Regions from separate parts of the Hordeum vulgare genome. Here region 2 is linked to region 1. The links are chromatin contacts, called in public Hi-C maps. All regions are on one chromosome and are shown on one strand. The core of a region is the stretch at or near the end of the contact, and the rest is flanking DNA. Distances in the headings are between cores, read along the strand shown. Region 1 has its middle 11 kb from the start of LOC123425642. Region 2 holds the start of LOC123425646.

Region 1 (3,831 bases), core at 922-3,421:
ATGGGGGGAGAGGGGGTGTGGGTGGGGGCGACGTCCGTTAGGGCTATTTGGCTCTTTGTCGTCTGCCCCCCCCCAACGACAAAGAGGTATAAGGCAGGCGACAAAGAGAGAGACTGTTATGGGGAGAGAGGGGGTGTGGGGTGGGCCACCCCGTGGTCTTTGCCGTCTGCCTGCTTGTTCTTTGCCGTCAGCTGGCAGACGGCAAAGAGGGGTCAGTTCTTTGCCTTCTGCCGTTAGTCTCTTTGTCGTCAGCTGGCAGACGACAAAAAACTGACCGATGGCAAAGAGTATCTTTGCCATCAGTCTGATCTTTGTCGTCCGGTTTTTTGGCAGGTGACGGCAAAGACAGTCTTTGCCATCAGCCAGCAGACGGCAAATAACAGGCTGATGGCAAATTTTCTGATTCTAGTAGTGGATCCCGCATTTCATCTCGGACCCCAACCGTCGTTGCTACACCAAGAAAATATCAAGCCACAGCCCTCGGCTCCGGTGCGAATTTCGCCGCCCTCGTGCCAAAGCTCCTCCACCAGGTGGTGTCTACGGTTGGCATCACTAACGTCTGGCCCACCAGCCGTGCATGCCACCACCAGCTATAGGGGGAGGGAGGAGACGACGGTGAGGAGCGAGAGGTGCTGGGCGGTGGGTCTGCTGCATCAGCACGAGAGGCGTCACACACTCGACGGATAGATAACGTCGGCAGCGTGCTTGCCGGTGTCAGCGTCGTAGGAGATGGGGTTGGGGAGTAGGAGCCAACAGGGAAGAGGGGAGGTGGAGGTGGAGGTAGGTGTGGGAGTGGGCGGTTAGGCTGCTGTGGCTAGGGAATTTGGCAGCGGATGGCGTCGGCGGCATGCTGCTCCCACTTCGGTTCCACTTCTTTCCAGAAGAATCATTTGCCAAGCTGTTGGATAAGGTGGGACTGGATTAAGATGGATGAAGAGAATGGGGGTTTCTTTGCAAATGTGAAATGGGGTTGCCTCTCATGCGTCGGATGCAGATCAAATGGTTAAAAACGATGTATGACACACACAGCATCATCACCAATTGTGATTTTTATAAAATAAAGATATGAGGAGTGTCGGTCAGTCCGGACGTTTGAGATGGATATAAAGGGTCTGATTAAATCATTTTTTATGACCGACGAGTTACCAGGCTGACTGTCCGAACGTTTGAGCGGGTTTGAAGGGTCCGCCTCTAGATACTCTTAGCTGCTTTCTCGTGCTTGGGTCAAGAAACCCCGTTCTTCGCTCACAGCAAAGGATGGTGCGCAACTCATACAAATCGCACAGGGGGATATTGCCTGACGGACAGGCCCGTATTGCAGTGGTTTTTCTCGGCGCTTCTTCTCACCACGGTTTCTTTTACAATTTCTTGCATCTGTGTTTCACAAAAGGATTTTCTCCTGTTTTTTTGTTCCATCAGCTTTCCATATCGCTGGTGTTTTATTCCCTTTTTTTTCTACCCGTTTTCCTTCAGTTTTTACTTCCAGTTTTACTAGGTTATATTTATTCTAAAAATCATAAAAAATATTCACCACAAAAGTTATATTCATGATACTCTTGAAACTGATTAATATTTGAAAAGTTCCTTGAACATTTTTAGAATTTAGGAATAGTTTTGAATCGACTAACATTTTGACAAAAAATAATGAATTTATTTTTTGCAAAAAAAAAAATCAATATGTTAAAGAAACCAGTAGTAGGATTTCTTAGGTAGCACAAGGAATCACTTACCGGCGCGTCACGCCATTTTTTTGTGAGGCAGGACTATACCTTTCACGGAACCAAATCTATGTGTCCATGATAAATAAAATTTGTGCCTCTCGCATCAATAGAAAATGTGTTTTCTCTTTGGAGAGGCACAGTTGTGCCTCTCACGGGACCAAAATATGTGTCTACAGGAGAATTAAATTTGTGTCTCTTAAAAAAATATATTTTTCGAGCAATTTTTGTGTGTACAAAAATCTAAAAAACCAGGAAAAAAGCCAAAAGCCAAAAAACAGAAGAAAAAAATCATCTAAAACCCAAAAAAGATTACAAAAATAATAATATAAGATGAAATCTCAAAGGAGCATCCAGCACGTGACACGTAGCGATAGTCGCGATCTCAGCCCACGAAAAGTGACCCTTGCGGGAGCCCCGAAACGAGTACTCCTCGCCTAGCTGCTCCCGGGATTTCCTATCTTGCGCATATTATGGCAAAGTGTCATGAAACATATAGACATCGAGTGAATCGGGCCAGCCCATTTTTAGCTCAACACAAAGCTTTGTGGTTCCACGTGTTGGGAACCTTGTAGAAGATTCTTGAACATTTCTTCCTTTTATAATTTTTGGGCTTTTCTGTGCTTTTTTATTTATTGCATAGATTCAAAATTTTCCAAAACTTTAAATCTTCAAAATTGCTTGGTAATTTAAAATTTTGTTCACGTTTTTAAAAAAAATTGGAAATTAGAAAATTGTTCGCACTTTTAAAGAAGCTGTTCAAAATGTAAAAATGTTCTCTAGAATTACAAACTATTTTTTGATTTGCAATGCTTTATTCACGTTTATTAAACTTTCATGATTTAATTTCTAAAATTTCTGATTTTTGAATTTTTTTAGAAAATCATAAAATGTTCAGAATTTCAAATAAAATCATGTTTACAATTTTTTCATGTTTTCCATATTTTTGTGACAATATTTCAAAAAAGTTTAAAAATTCAAAATTTTGTTCTTGTTATCAAAAACACTTTTGAAACTTCAAATTTTGTTTCAAATATGCTGATGAATTGAGGTCTTCAATATTACTGCCCATCATTCACGAATAACCACCATCTCCATTGGTAGTACCTTGCACTAAAGAGTGGGAGGTTGGGAGTTCTATTGCTCACATATGTTTCGTTTTGAGAAATTTGCGTTGTTGCGCTTCAAACAGCGGATGACTCGGTCGAGAAAGCAAGTCACTTGTTTATTTCCCTCGCAATTTGACGTAGTTATCGTCATGTAGAGATTCCTTCTCGTTGTTCGTGTGTGCTCCCACGCAACATGCCACCCATCCTCCCGCGGTTCGCTTTTGTGGCCAAGAGAAAAAAGATTTAGAATAATTTCACACTTTTTCCATGTGATTTTTTTTCCGCAAGGATGCTCGAGTACATGCCTCCTCGGTGCATCGTCATGTGAGAGTACCCTTAGCATTGTCTCTTTCGTGTGCGCCTCACGCCGATGCCTCCTCGGAGCGCTCTGCGTGGTCCATTCTCCACAGTCGACCCTACACTCAATCATTTTTCCTCCAGGTTGCGTTGTTATTGCGAGTCGTGCACCACTACAAGAAAAATACGTATCCGTGACATTCTTGCCCGAATGTATGTCATGAAAGTGACACTTGAATGACGACAATAATGACAAAAACATGTATCATCATTGATGTGACCAACAACGCAAAAACAGATCAAGTTATCAACTCAAATATTTTGACAATTGGTTAAATTACAATGAAAGTATCACCGTCAGAACCACCACGTGAAGAAGTCACGCCTAATTTTCATACTCTGAGTTGGACACTGGTCGATGCTAATCAAATTCAAGTAGCGTAAGCTTTTGCTTGTTAGTCCTATATTTACTTCGTTAATAGAAGCCAAAGCTAGTACGACTCAGGTCTTGTTTTGGTTGGGTAGATCCTACGTGATATGTTTTGGTTCGGGTGGATCCAATGTAATCAATAACGTTAGTGGTTATTTTACTAAGGACCGTCCACTCGAAGAACATGGCATTTAGAATGTTTTTTTGATAGTTTTAGTTGTATCAGAGGTGACAGTTTCTTGAGAACAACATGGCATTTTGTAGGAGGATGGTAGTT
Region 2 (3,831 bases), core at 452-2,951, 640 kb before region 1:
ATCTTTACTTGTATCCTTCAGGTCAGTTGAATAGTATATTTCATAAGTTCGAGCTGTGCTTCGCACGTACACTCTATGAATCTCGTACTTTCCTGTGAAACTAACTGAAGAAAAGAAATGGATAAGATACACTGATAATGAAATGGAAAATGGTTTGATATTTAACAGTAAAATATCGCATGGTATTTCTAGAACAAGATGGAGACTGCCAGGAAACTGTGCCATGAAAGGCACTGTGGTCTACACAGAATGAGACAGAGCCTGACTCCACATTTGCAATGCTAAAAGGATGGATATACAAATACAACGAGAAATAAAAGTATTTCTTCCATTGTTTGTATTCTAACATAAGTTAGCCGTCTGCAATTTATCCCAATTAAAGGAAGGAAATAGATCATGGGAATTTCAACATGATTGATGTTGGGTGAACTATTCATACGGAACAACTTACTTTGATTTCAGGCTACTCGAAGATGTGTAACTAAAGCTGTAAGAAGATGCAGATATATTCCAAAGTGGTACACGAAATACCAATTACTGTGATCATGTGCAGAATACGAAACACCGGAGTATTATATATTTAAGATATTTAAAGCTAAATACTCTTGCTATGGAGATCAAATGCACTTACATTGCCATAGAAGTTATAATTATCTCAAAATATACATCAATCGAATCAATTATAACTAAAGGATCGTGATACATCTTTCTGCTAAATAGAAAGTAGCATAATTGCGGAAATTAATTTCTTGGCATCTTAAGAAGTAATATGAGAGGGTGAATGCACCACCACCAACTGAGATCTTTATAACAGTGAATATAAGATATAGAAACTTATCATACAGTTTGTGAATTCTAGTATGAGCTTGTGAACAAGAACTGGGGCATCGACAATGATATGATAGTCCAATTTCGACGGACTCTGCACTGGAACCCAAAACAGCGATGGCCAGCTTGGGGCTTGGCTTAATACTAGGCCTAGGCCACTAGGGTTTATCCACCCATACACTTACTACCGCAACAGAGCAATTCCCGACAGCGCGTGCATCTGCATCCAATCAGCGACAGGAACCATCGCAACAAAGCAATTCCCGATCAAACCGCGCAAGCTCCTGTCCAGTAGTCTAGAATTCCCAAAAAAGTTTCTAGGACCAGTAATCTAGAATTTTCCCAGAAAATCCAAGAGAGGAAAAAAAAAAAAGGATGACTCACTCGTAACTTCGCAGGGAGTTGGATCCTCGCTGCCGTCGGACGGCGGTCGGGCGAGGACGACGGGCGAGGGGGAAGTCTCGGCGTCGTCTGCGGTCGTCTCGAAGGACACGGCGTCCTCGACCGCCGCGCCTCCCGCTGGGGCCCAGGTGCTAGTCGCCGTCCACGGCCTCCCGGGCTCGCCTCCCGATCCCGACCCCGGTGACGCCATCGCTCGTAGTCGCCGCGACGGCGGGTATCGGCGGTGTTCGCCGTTGGTCGCCTCGCTCACTTCCGGGTTCCGCGAGCGCTCGCTCAGTACGCGAATCTGGTGGAGGGGGATCCGATCTTACGGGCCCTCCAAGCAAAGTGTAGAAGATTTGGGTTGGCCGCGTTCTTCGTCGTCGTCGTCGTCGTACCGTTAGGCCTGTAGTGATGAAGCCGGCTCAACAACCTATATGGGCCTTCCGCGTTATGGGCTTAGGCCCGTTCACGAATCGTTATCCATACCGCGAATGCTCCACCACCGCAGGTGCAGACGATGCTTCCCGAGCGCGCGCGCGGCAAAGAGGATGCAGCTCCGCCTCCTCCCGTTCGCCGCGAGCGCCGTGGCCGGAAGGAGCTTCCTCGCCGCGATCCGTAGGCCGGTGACGGAGAGAAGGACGCGCCTGCTCTGCAACGGGGGCAACTCCTCGTCGTCGTCGTCGGAGAAGGAGGGCGGCGAGGCTAGCCCCGCGGAAGAGGCGCTGCGGCGGCTGGCGGAGCTCGACGCCCAGCTGGAGGGGCTGAAGGAGCCCAAGATGAGGCCGCCGGCGCCCCCTCCTCCCCCGGGTAATCATTGCCTTCTCCCACCCCGTTCTCCTCCTCCCAAGTGCAAGTTGCCTGCCTCTGTGTCCATGCTCCCGTGTTCTCTGAATTGAAAACCGGAGGTCCTGCTGAAAATCTACGGAGAGGAAATGGGCCAGTGTTTCAGTGGACTACGAAAAAGCTACCCGACGGAACCACTTTGACGAATGAATACTCCTGCTTCGGTGCGCTAGTCATTTTCTCAAGCACTCCTACCTACGAACAGGAGAAGTATTGTTTCGTTGCAGGATGCACACGAACTGTTCATTTCCTCGTTTGTTCTTTCGTAGCATGCAGTACCATGTCCTTCAAAGCTCAAGTCAGTGCACTAGCACAGTAGCACCTACTTTACAGCGTAGAGCAATGCTTCTAGATACACCAAGCCACAGTCATCCGTATAATTCGCCAGTTGCTGAGCCACGACAGCACACCTAATCCTCAAGTCGCTTCCTACTTTTTAGTAGTACTACTGTGTGCTTACAGGGTCTCCAACACACCGGGATCATCATGTGTTTCGATAGATCGAATGACATGATACGAGGAAATAAAGCGGGTCACACTCGCAACACTTCTCTGCATTCGCACGAGTCTTTCCATCAACTCATATTGAGAATAGTTCAAATCTTGTTCACGCTCATTCTTAATGATCATGTTATGCATGATCACACACGCATTCATGATGTATCAAACGATCTTTTGATCCTAAAATCTAGTCGATCCTCTCACAATAGCAAGCTGGGCTTGCAGAATACCAAAAGCTTTCTCCATATATTTTTTAGCCGCCGCTTGAGCATTGTGAAAATCAAAAAATTTCTTACCTTGCGGTGCCTTCAACAAATTCATAACTGTTTTTCATCTTGGATAGAAGCCATCCGCAAGATAGTAGCCATAGTTGTACTTATGATCATTTGCTACAAACTCCACCGGTGAAGTTTCACCATTTGCAATCTTAGCCATGAGTGGTGACCGTTGAATAACATTGATGTCATTGCAACATCCGTGCATTCCCAAAAAACATGCCAAATCCAAGTCTCATGATCGGACAGTGCTTCAAGGATTAAAGAGGAACCATTTTTTCTCGACGTGGAATTGCCCATGCCATCCAGCAGGATAGTTTTTTCAACTCTAATGCATGCAATCTATTGAGGCAAGCATACATGGGAACGCGCGAGTTTTGTTGAACACCAGAAGCCTTGTGGTGTCTTCAGCATTGGAAGCTCTCAAATATTCCGGGTCAAACACTTGCACAATTTTAATTGTGAAGCGCTTGACATACATGATGGCTTGACTCTCACCCATGATCAAGTGGTATCAACTAGATCCGCCGGAATACTGGATGCCAACATACGCAATGCGACGATCACCTTTTGGAACGTGGTAGGCCCGAGTTATTCGGCGACATTCCTCCTTTGCTGGAAAAATCGATCACGCCTCACCAGTTTCTCTGCATTGTGTTTGAACAACTCGATGCTCATCCTAAAACGGCGCCAAAAGTATGATGCGGGGTATGCGGGATTCTCCACATTGTAGTTCCTCATTAATGTGTTGTGGGCATCAATCATTTCTCTCCACAATTTCTGACGACCGAAAACCAAACCATCGTGCTTCGGCTTTTTATTGACGTGGATAGCTAGGATCATTAAGATATCCTCCTCCTCTTGAAGATCAAATTCTTCATCAAAAGAATCATAGGACGAATCCATCTACAAACTTGATTCAAAACTATTTTTAAACCACAAACAACATGCACCAAATTCATCTACCAATATAAAGTTAAGCAATACATACCTAGCTTGC

The links. Hi-C and Micro-C count contacts between places; a contact is called where the count stands out from the background.
Region 2: a contact with region 1 is called in a Hi-C map of seedling, with 3 times the contacts expected there. The contact joins the promoter of LOC123425646 here to the enhancer-like site in region 1. A contact is called at or near these places in 1 of 6 Hi-C or Micro-C datasets (seedling) and 1 of 1 datasets of contacts at active chromatin or transcription factors (embryo).

The regions. Positions count from the first base shown.
Region 1 is chr2H:156,205,606-156,209,436 of MorexV3_pseudomolecules_assembly, reverse strand. No RefSeq gene overlaps it. Among protein-coding and RNA genes, the nearest start is that of LOC123425642, 11 kb to the right of the region's middle. Within about 2 kb of position 2,171, at least 2 of the 3 cell types and tissues checked have open chromatin away from gene starts, as enhancers often do. A contact at or near this core is called in seedling, where this site is marked.
Region 2 is chr2H:156,846,486-156,850,316 of MorexV3_pseudomolecules_assembly, reverse strand. It overlaps LOC123425646, which reads left to right and starts at 1,701. Exons shown (of 2, transcript XM_045109344.1): 1 at 1,701-2,019. The coding sequence starts at 1,704. It overlaps LOC123425645, which reads right to left and starts at 1,598. Exons shown (of 3, transcript XM_045109343.1): 1 at 1,213-1,598; 2 at 1-104. The coding sequence starts at 1,420.